2 separate regions of the Drosophila melanogaster genome follow, and region 2 is linked to region 1. The links are chromatin contacts, called in public Hi-C maps. All regions are on one chromosome and are shown on one strand. The core of a region is the stretch at or near the end of the contact, and the rest is flanking DNA. Distances in the headings are between cores, read along the strand shown.

Region 1 (5,403 bases), core at 862-3,361:
ATAAAATCAAACAGAAACCTGAAAAAACATCACAACTATAACAGTTGCGGAAATAATAATCAAGTTGTGCTCCATCCATTCTTCGCCTGCTTGAACACAGCCCTTTTCGTAGATTATTTTGGACAACTCCATGCCCTGGTAAGAAATTAAAAAAATAAAATAAATATAAAGTCTGTGGGAAATTATAAAACAAAAAGATGTAACTACTACGAGTAAAAACCATATTTTTAAAAAAAATGGGACCACCTTAAAAACGATTCTCTCATCTGAACTACACTAAACTTAAAATTTTCAAAGATTCAAAAAGAAATATACAACGACGACTATAGAAATGTTTTGCACCTGCAGGACGAGCAGAGCCACGCAGCCAATCGCCACACTAATCAGATGGGCCTCCAGCCAATCCTCGCCAGCGCGCAAGCAGCCACGCTCATGTATATTCCTATCCACCGGCTGCATGCGTACGATTCGTGGGTGAATTTCAATATGCATTTCGGAAAGACGGGGGAAAACAGCTAGCGGACTTACATATCCCTCCTTGCGTACATCGTAGCCGCATTGCTTGTTCTTGATCACCTCCTGCGGACGTCTGCGGCAGCAGGAGAATGGCACTCCGCACGCCTCCCTGCTGCCAATAGCGATAGACGAGCAATTGAAGTAGTTGTTGCTGTCCCAGTCCTTGGGACCATCAATGCCGCAACACTGCAACCAATCCTCCTGGATCCAATCAATGAGATTCTGCTGGTCTGCGTCCTCGCGATAGTGGCGAATGAAGGCCTTGAGTCCCTCGGTGGCCTGGTCTTTGATCTGGAAAAGGCAAACCTTAGTAATGGCTGGCTAGAATAGTGGCCTTCAAATGGAACTCACCCAGCCCTTGTCCTTGAGCACGAAGGCCACGGCACAGAAGCCGATCTCTGCGATAAGCAAGACACTCAAGAAGATGGCGTACTGCAAGCGGAAAAATAAGGATTAACTAGGTCCAGAGGGGATCCACTAACAATGTGGTACCCACCGCCCCCAGGAGGCAGGTGTTCTCGCGCAAGGCGCCCACGCTGCCCATGAAGCCCAGTAGGAAGGTGACGCCTCCCAGGATGATCAGGACGAAGGCCGGGTCCAGGGCGATGAAGTGCAGCCGCGCAATGTTGCGGAACATGCCCTTCTCGCTCCAGGCCCAGATGCCAACGGAGAGGACCAGCAGGGCCGAGAGCCACAGGATCACATTGCTGGCGAACAAAAGGTACTTCAGACAGCAGCTGATTTCACTGGTCTCGCGGCGGAACTTGCGCACAGCAGCTGGCATTGCTCCAATTTTAACAATAATAAATATGGCCAAAAGGAAACAAAAACGTATGAAATTCTGCTCGCCAGTGTGACCGTGACTGCACTTTTTTTATCACGCAGTGCGACGGCTCCAAATACGTTGCAAAGAATACCGTTTCCCAAGAAAACCGCCATTTTGTTCAATCTTACGAACTTTAAAACTTGGATGTTTGTTTTTTTTTTATTGATCTTGCATAAACAATGTATTTTACAGAAACCAGTTTGCGTATTTATTTCATTTTCTGCTGATTTGTTGAGTTGAGCAACAACAATTTCATAGGCATTACCGTTAACTAAATACTTATGTCTACTGGTTATTTTAAATATATTATACAAATTCAAATTCTTAAAGCCAAGGCTTAAATTAACACACAGTATTCTAAAAACAATAAAAGAGCTCACTTACTTATATTAATAACTTAGAATATAATTCACTCTTGTAGAATGCCAAACTTTCTTTTTTTAGCTTACCACTGTATTGAAACACATTTCATAAAATTAATTAAAAAAGCGTACTTAGGAAACCTTGCGTATATGCTCGATGGATCCTATGGATGTTTCAAGTCCTGTCCCTGAACCGGCATAGTGTTAAACGCGGCGCCGGCTAGACTGAGTAACGCCTATGACCGAACTGATTTTGAATCTAATACAGAAACGAAACAATAAACGGGGGGTCGGCGATAAGACGAGATCCGATTCGTCGACCTCCGCCGATAAGAAACTGTGTTTGATTTGAAGGCCAGTGCTGCACAACGCGGACGGTGGCTGGTATTTTCCCGAACTTTTGTGGGGCAGATCGACGTTTCCGGCACTTCGACGACGGGTCACACTGGACACATGTAGCAGGAAAAAACGCAGACATCGGAGAAAGAAATCAGAAAAGTAAATTCGCATTAAAGCCACCTCGCCAGTGCCGTGCTCGGTGGTTTTATGGAACACTCATTTCGATCACATACCGAGCGTGCGCGTCTTCCAACGACTTCCTATGACGACAGTGAGTTTTTGCCCAGTGTAGGGTGCCCAGTTCCCAGTGCCCGAACCCAGTGCGATTGTGTGCGTGCCAGTGTGTGAGTTTAGGGGCACTTCTGATGGCTGAAAACGTTTAATTAGCAGCGAAAAGCGAACAAACTAGCAAAACGCAGACGCCCACCTGGCCAAGTCGGTGCATATAGATCAGGAAAAGTGCGGATTGCAGCCTCTGCGTTGGCCAACAGCGAAAACAACCCCCCGCACTAGTCGTGGAAAATGTTTGTATGTGTGTTCCCTCTGCTGGCAGCGCAATCGGGATTCCGAAAATCCGTAATAATTGTGAAAATGCGGCCAGAAGACAACGCCAGGTCGCGGCTAGGTTAGGAACCACGTCGCGGATGAACGGATTACGGTGGAAAACCGCGGACGGAAAATCGCGCACCAATTGCACACGCCAGCAGAGCAGCGACAGCGCTGCAAAGTGCGTTGCGTCGCTGCCCGGTCGCCATCATAGCGAAAAATATTGTGATCCCACGCCTGGAAAGCCAATATATGCCACTGAGTTTAGTGACTTTCAAGTATATAGTGAATATATAGCTCCAGTCGAGCTGTTCGCGGGGAGTTACTATTCGAAAAGTACAGTGCTGCAGTCACCTTCCAAAAAAAAAAATCAGTTCAGCTTTTCTGTTTCCGCTCACCGCCACTCCCCCCACCGTTGGAAATGTGCAATATGGCAGGGCAAATGCGTAAATTTTGCGCTCCTGCTGGAAAGTAACCAATATCCAGTGCTAATTTCGCCAAATCCATCCATATTTATGTACATGCTCGGTGCGAATGTGTGTGCCTGTATTCGCGTACCTGTGTCTGTCGTGCCCCGTGTCCGTGTAAGCTGTTTGTTTGTGCCCGTGTAAGCTGCGTGCGGGTGTGTGTGCGCGGCTGAAAATGGAAATTATATAAAAGAAGCTTTCGGCTTAGGCTGCTTTTCCGAGCGATCGGCGGCCGCAGAACGGAAAATCAGTTTCCCCCGTCCAACACTAACAGCGAACAGCTGGCTGCAGTTTGGAAAATGGCACTTGTCACGACGCCGTGCTGCCCAATCAATAATCCGAAATCGCAATCCACCGATTTTGATTTGGAACGGATTCGCAGGGAAATAATATCCCATTATCCCGAGCAGAGCAGCAAACGTAGCATGCCTCTGCCGGCGTCGCTGTCGACGATGTACTTTGCTCACTTGATACACAAAAACGGTACTCGTCGTCGCTCATCTCGCTCTCTCTAGGCGAGAGCGGGCTCTTCCTGATCAAGCACACGGGAAACTATACACACACACACATACGCACGCACCGCCAGTCAGTCAGGCAGGCACACATTGCCCACCCACTTCTACTCCCTTTTCGGTGGTGGCAGCAGTGGCAGTGGCGCCCCACATTCGTGCGAGAGTGTGTGTGCGTCACAACAACCACCAAAGCAAAGCTCTGTCGCGGCGGCTTCCTTGTGTCTAGCTGACAAACGCGAAAAATCTGTTGGGAACTCCAGCCGGAAGTTGGAGTTGACAGTGGTTTTCAACATGGCTTCGTTTCCGCTTCTCGATTTCGTCAGCTGAATTCGTAGATAACAGCTTTCACCTTTTGCTCAGTGTATGTGCTTGTGTTAGTGTGTGTGTGTGTGTGCATGAAGGTCCTGTGTGCTGAATGTTTTGAATACAATGCGTATAAGTATAATCCCCTTTTGCACACTTGGTGTATACATGTTCGCTATCGAATTTGTAAGTTTATTGGTCGCTATGTTATACATACACACGGCCAGGAAATCCCCCGTGTTCGTGTCCGGGGTTGTGCCTGTATTGGCGTGCTCCACTTTTGTATGCAACAAATTCAGTGCTGCTGGCTAATCGCCGCTGCACTCTCTCTCTCTCTCTCTATTACTCCTCGGGAGAAGCCACATCCCCCTGGAGGGAAACATGCGAGAAAGGCATTACTTCGCCTAGGTCCAGTGCAGTTGCCCATCCTGCGATCCCGCCGGCGGCACTGGATACAACCTCACAACCGAAGTAATCGTTTGGTAACTGCACTTGCACCGTCGCAAAGTCGAGTTTTCACCTCTGTAAATGTTGTTTGTTTACCTGCGAGGGTTGAGTGCAGGCACCACAACACATATACACACACACACAGGTGTGCGGCGATTTGATGTAGATACAGTGGGCCGCAGGGGTTCCCTCTCCGATCAATAGGAGCGGTAGGAAAGTCCAACTAAGACGACAGTTCTCTTGTGGATATTAACCAATTTAAATCTGTCGACGGGGCAACGAATCGTTAATTAATGCAAGGGGCGCGGGGCGGGAGTGTGTGTATCTGAAAAGCCACCATAATAGCTCTACCAACAACAAGTAACCCCTAGTTGTTGAAATATTTATATATATACATATATAAACTGCAGTAACTACAATTATTATTGAGTTATTGCAAACAAACCTTAGATAAACTTTCATTGGCTTAAAAGTCAAATTTAAATAACGTTGTAATTAGGGAGAATTTAATTGGTATATTATGCCGTTTAAAGTAGAATAAACAAACTGCCAATAAGCCGTTTCTTACTAGCAACTTTAGGTAATGAGTACTGTAGTTGAAGCTGAAATACAAAGTAGCTAAACTGCCAAGAAGTGTGTCTGCCACAATAATTAAATAACCGGGACAGGTCTTTCAACCCTAATAACGAAAACAACCTTTCCGGAGCGAATTTAATATTACCAAGTTGTGAACTCATCCGTAACTTTTATTCTCTATTTCAGAACCGAGCGGAATAAATTTAATCTGAACTCATCTTAAAGCTATGTCCGCCAAAACTGAGGCGGACAACACGACGGCCGCCAACTCCGGCGGCGGAGGAGTCGGGAGCGGCACCTCATCCGGCGGGGGCGCATCCGCGAATGGAACAGCAACTCCGGCACGTCGTCTGCGTACCCGAAACTCAACGGGCAACGGGACTAATAGTGGAAGTGAGTCCGTAAAGAAATCCAATGCTAACGACGAGCCCTCGACCCCAGTCACCCCGGCAGGAGCAACAGGATCTCACACCCATGCTCCGCCAGGCATTTCTCCGGCGGTAATGGAA
Region 2 (4,968 bases), core at 1,460-3,959, 99 kb before region 1:
AAAATAAAACCAGATATACAAATTAATAATCGCGCACTTTAAAGCTAAAAAATAAGGGTTTTTTGCTTAATTAAACGCCATTTTTTTATAAAATATAATTAAACAATATTTATTTTACTTATAAATCAAAAAATAAATTAAATATAATTTATAAAAATAATTCGCTTTAAGCACGTTTGATTAGCAAAATTTCACAAGCAAAGTCAACAAATTTCATTAGAAGCGTTGTAAAAAGCAATGCAAAGCCAAAAATAACGGAAAAATCGAGTTCGTTCTAAGAAAAAGAACAAAACAAAGTAGGAAAACAAAATATGTAAAGAGTTTCTTGACAGTCTCAAAAGTGTGTAAACTTGGATTTTGTTGTTTATTTTCTTGTATATTTAATATTTTTAATTTTTTTTTTGATTTATAAGTAAAATAAATATTGTTTAATTATATTTTATAAAAAAATTGCGTTTAATTAAGCAAAAAACCCTTAATTTTTAGCTTTAAAGTCAAAAATTCAACTTATTTCACAGTGTGTAAACAGTTTCTTGACAAACTGTATGTACTTTTGCTAAAGTCAAATGGGCAGGATATTTGAAAATATACCCGTTGCGTTTTGCACAACTTTGTGAAGCGAAATATGTATGTATGTTTGTATATTGCTGCCATATTTAAATGATAATATATAAAAATTAAATCATTTTAAATGATCAAATCAAAAATGATCATTGAAACTACACACACACATAAACATGTATGTATGTCTTTAAGTTCGCCGCAACTAAAGCGTTAAATACCTAAATATTCATGTACGTTGAGGTGAGTATAGATATGCATATTAAAGAAATTTAGATAGTCGCTGACAGCACTTTCAACTCCGTTAGGGCATTCAAATTACATTCAAGTACATACTTTATGTGTGTATCATATGTACAATGTACCACCACACAAAGTTCATATAATGCGTACATACACACTGATCTGCACTTTGTTACGGGAAAAAGAAGAGGTACAAAGCGCGAGGGAAAAGCAACAAAAGAGCTCTGCGCAAGTTGCTGTTGGTGCAATTGCGCAGTGGCGAAAAAAGGGATCTTGCACTGGATCAAACCAGATTGCACTCGAGGTTCAGAGGCCACTCACCTGTAGATTGCTTTCCAATGAAATAAGTTAGCACATGTACAGTTAATAATAGCATTCAAATAACGATAGACACACTGGACACTTTTGAATTGTTAACAGTTAAAATACGGTGCGAGAACTTCGGCAGTTGTTTTTTACAGTTGTGATCGCGTCGGCGAAAATTAAGCGAATGAGCAAGGAAGAAACAGAAAGCAGAGAAGAAAACGAAAGCAGCGACGCGGCGTCGCGATCGGTGAGCACCAGCTGGGCTTTGTTGTTGTTGCTGACCTGGAAGCTGTGCGAGTGGAAAAGAGATGGCGCCAGTGCGTCTTTTGTTTGTTTTCTTTTGTCGGTTATAATTCAAATGACAATTTTGAATTTATTATGTACGCCCAAAAAAGTCTGTTGAATCCCAAAAGTAAGATCCTAAACTTTTCAAATAAATACGAATGAGTGTTGTGACACTTCAAAAGAAACACAAGGACAACGAACTTGATTATGTCTTCCTTTTTGAAGCTTTTTATTCATTTAATAATTATAAATAATATACATACATACGTACATCCACTTGAATCAGGTTAACAATATTGACATATCACTTAAGCCACCTTGACTTCGATAAAAGTGAAATTTGATCAAAGTGCCGGAAAAACTTGTTCACGCACTATGAAAATAATTATAACAAAACTAGTTTAGGTGCGTAGACAGTAGACAGTTTTCACTTTAACGCCCATTTAAATTTAAATACAGCCTATACGATCTATGGCAAAATTGATGAGAAATTTAATTGAAATCTGATAAAGTTATCAACGCAGAGTTGACAAAAGTCAGAAAATAGCAATAAGAAACACCTAATAGAGAATTTAAGATGCTGCAGATTTGAACAATAACTCGTTCAACACGTTTCACACCTTTGTCTGATATATGTACATACATAAATAACTCCCACGTAAAGGAGTATATAAATATGACTTCGGAGTCCCCTTTGTGCCGCCCACCAGCGATTGAAGGTCATTTTGTCACAACAAAGAACCAGGAAGACCACTGCTGAGCTCCACCGCATTAATGACAATCCTGAAATATTATAATTTCTTATTTCACTTGGAAAAAAGAATTCCTTTTTCAAGTTGTTGCAGGGGAGAAATTTGTCTACTTTCTTTTTAATAAAATTTTATTACAAGTACAATTAAGCCTATCTCGTTCTTAAAGGTAGGTACCAGTAGGTACTGGTTATGAGGTGGATCATTGAACATTTCAAACAGGGTACATGGTATATTGTACCTTAAGGTACAAGGTAAAGAAGACAAGCCACGTTATGCAGCGTACTGGGTGCAATATACGCGTTGCAAAATAAATATCGCAATATACTTGAATTCTTATGTATATAAAAATGGTTAACAATTATGTACTTAAAAACATTAAGCTTATTGCGATAATTTTTAAAGTTACCTATCGATTAGAGAACAGCTGTGAATATTTTGATATTTCCAGCTGTTAACATTGCAGCCCATCAGCTGTTTGCTCACGTCACCAGTCTGGCAGCCCTGTTCATCAGCTGAAGACAGCTGACTGCTATGGCACCAATCACCAATCTGCCTATCGATGTATCGATACCTCGCCCTGCCACCGCTATTCAGTGTACGTGGATTTTTAAGACAACTTTCTCAGTCCAAAACACAATAAGAAAATAGTTCCCATGATTAACGTCCACTGAATCGACCCACAATTCCCAGTCAGTTAACAGCCGGAGTGTGCCAGCGGTAGACCCAATTAGATGTGCCTGCCCCGCGGCCAGAGCTGATAAACTCGAGTCAATCACTCAGCCCCAATCCCTCCGCCCCCAGCGTCCGGTCGATTGTGATATATTATTGATAATGGCCCACACCCGCCGTCCCAGCGACGGCCTGCTGGCCCGCGTGAACTTCCCGCTGTACGCCGTGGACATGCTAACCAGCCGCCACATTCTGGTAGCCGGAGGCGGTGGCTCCAGCAAAACGGGAGTGGCGAACGGCTTTGTATGAACTCAGCTCGCTCCGCCGCATTCTTGTGATGTTTCTAATCGACGATTGATCTTTCCAGGAGATCTATGAGCTGTACCACAACGGCAGCCACTTCTGCGCGGAGGAGGTTTTGCGCCATGAGACCGGCGCCAATGTGGTGATGAACTTCGCGGTGCGCAATGGCGGCCGGAGGGGCTATCTGTGCGCCGGCCAGGAGGCGCACTGTCAGATGTACTACGTCCAGCCGCGCGTTCAATCCGAAGAGGATGGGAATGGAAACGGTGTGGGCGTCGGGGACGGCAAGCCTGCTCCGGAGGAACGGCCGCACGAGAACGGCAACGTGCGCCAGCGAAACGCACACTCGGGCGTGGAGCCAGTGGCCAACGGGCACAGGCCACCCCTTTCCACCGCCGACATATTGCGTCAGTTTCGGCGACTGCATTTCGACATCCAGGCGGCGGATGTGATCCAGACGGACTTCCTCAAGGGCGCCGAGCCCCTGCAGCGCGTGGTGCGCATCAGCGGTAATGGCCGTCTGATGGCCACTGGCGGCACGGACGGAAAACTGCGCGTCTGGACGTTCCCCCAGATGACGCTGGCCGCCGAGCTGGCGGCACACAGCAAGGAGATCGATGACCTGGACTTCAGTCCCGACAGCAAGCTAATTGCCAGCATCTCCAAGGATGCACAGGGCTTGGTGTGGGACCTGGCCAGCGGCCAGCTGCAACACAAGCTGCAGTGGAAAACGCCCGAGGGGGCCAAGTACCTGTTCAAACGGTGCCGCTACGGAACCGTGGAGGCGCAAAAGGATAACTACCGCCTCTTTACCATTGCCAATCCGCTGGGCAAGGTGGGAAAGCAGCGTGGCTTCCTGCAGCACTGGGACTGTGCCAGCGGGCAACTGCGTCAGGCTGTGGCCATTGACGAAAGCCTCTCGTCACTGGCAGTGCGGGATGATGGTCGATTCGTGGCCGTCGGCACGATGTTCTCAGGCAGCGTATCCATGTACATTGCATTCAGTCTGCAGGTGAGCAGAGGCAACTAATCAAAGTGTACGTTAATAGTCTTAACTCCAATTCTTTGCTTACGTTTTGCAGCGCGTGCTCCACATTCCCCATGCACACTCCATGTTCGTAACTGGCCTCCAGTTCCTGCCTATTACCAACGAGGAGGGACCGCCCATTTCCAGCGACACGGAGGCAGCCGTTCTGTCCATTTCGGTGGACAACAAAGTCTGCATCCACAGTCTGTCCCAAAGACGTAAGCAATAAAATTGGTGTAAAATTGGAAATTATCTCACTGCCAACTTCTTTTTAGGTACAATCCCCGCCTGGATTGCCATCGTCTTTCTGATTGTCATGATTTTCGCCGTGTTCGTGCTGTGCTCCTACATTGGCATCTGATGCTCAATGGCCAGAAGAGAGTTATTCGATTTGCATTATTAGTTTGTAAACAGGGTTTAGTTTTCTGCAATAAGCCACAACTCCTCCCCCCCCCAGCACTCCCAGCGTCGTCCCACCCCTCCTCCATCATGTTAATTAGTTTAAGTGCATAGTTTGTGCCGGCTGCCTTATCTCTTATACTAATTGCAATGTTTGCTTAGTTGTATCATAATTTGTTTATCTCTCTAGCCACCGCAAACGAAGCCTTGCTCGTTTGGCAGCTTTGCCCGTTGTACATGATTTTTAAAATTTAATTAATATTTCATTTATACAAAGGCAGACAGGAAAACTGACTGCGTCTAGTTGAAGCAGTCAAATGAATTGTAAAACCATTTTTATAATCAAAATGTTAGCTAATCGAACTGTGGTGGGTTTAGCACACCATTCGTATAGTCACAAGTGAATGATATATAAAAATGCAT

Evidence for each region. A called contact is a pair of places that touch in the nucleus more often than the background predicts.
Region 2: a Hi-C map of the Kc167 cell line shows a contact between it and region 1, with 7 times the contacts expected there. The contact joins the promoter of CG9175 here to the promoter of Kdm5 in region 1. A contact is called at or near these places in 10 of 107 Hi-C or Micro-C datasets (the D17-c3 cell line, the Kc167 cell line, the ML-DmBG3-c2 cell line and 4 more).

What each region holds. Positions count from the first base shown.
Region 1 is chr2L:5,996,209-6,001,611 of dm6, reverse strand. It overlaps Kdm5 (Lysine demethylase 5), which reads left to right and starts at 2,111. Exons shown (of 5, transcript NM_001298720.1): 1 at 2,111-2,314; 2 at 5,081-5,403. The coding sequence starts at 5,122. Tsp26A (Tetraspanin 26A) reads right to left here and starts at 1,384. Exons shown (of 5, transcript NM_001273190.1): 1 at 1,013-1,384; 2 at 868-948; 3 at 529-807; 4 at 343-453. The coding sequence starts at 1,300.
Region 2 is chr2L:6,096,707-6,101,674 of dm6, reverse strand. It overlaps CG9175, which reads left to right and starts at 2,709. Exons shown (of 5, transcript NM_164681.3): 1 at 2,709-2,742; 2 at 2,838-3,119; 3 at 3,184-4,131; 4 at 4,202-4,364; 5 at 4,422-4,968. The coding sequence starts at 2,979. The coding sequence ends at 4,507. stai (stathmin) reads right to left here and starts at 1,298. Exons shown (of 7, transcript NM_164682.3): 1 at 1,126-1,298.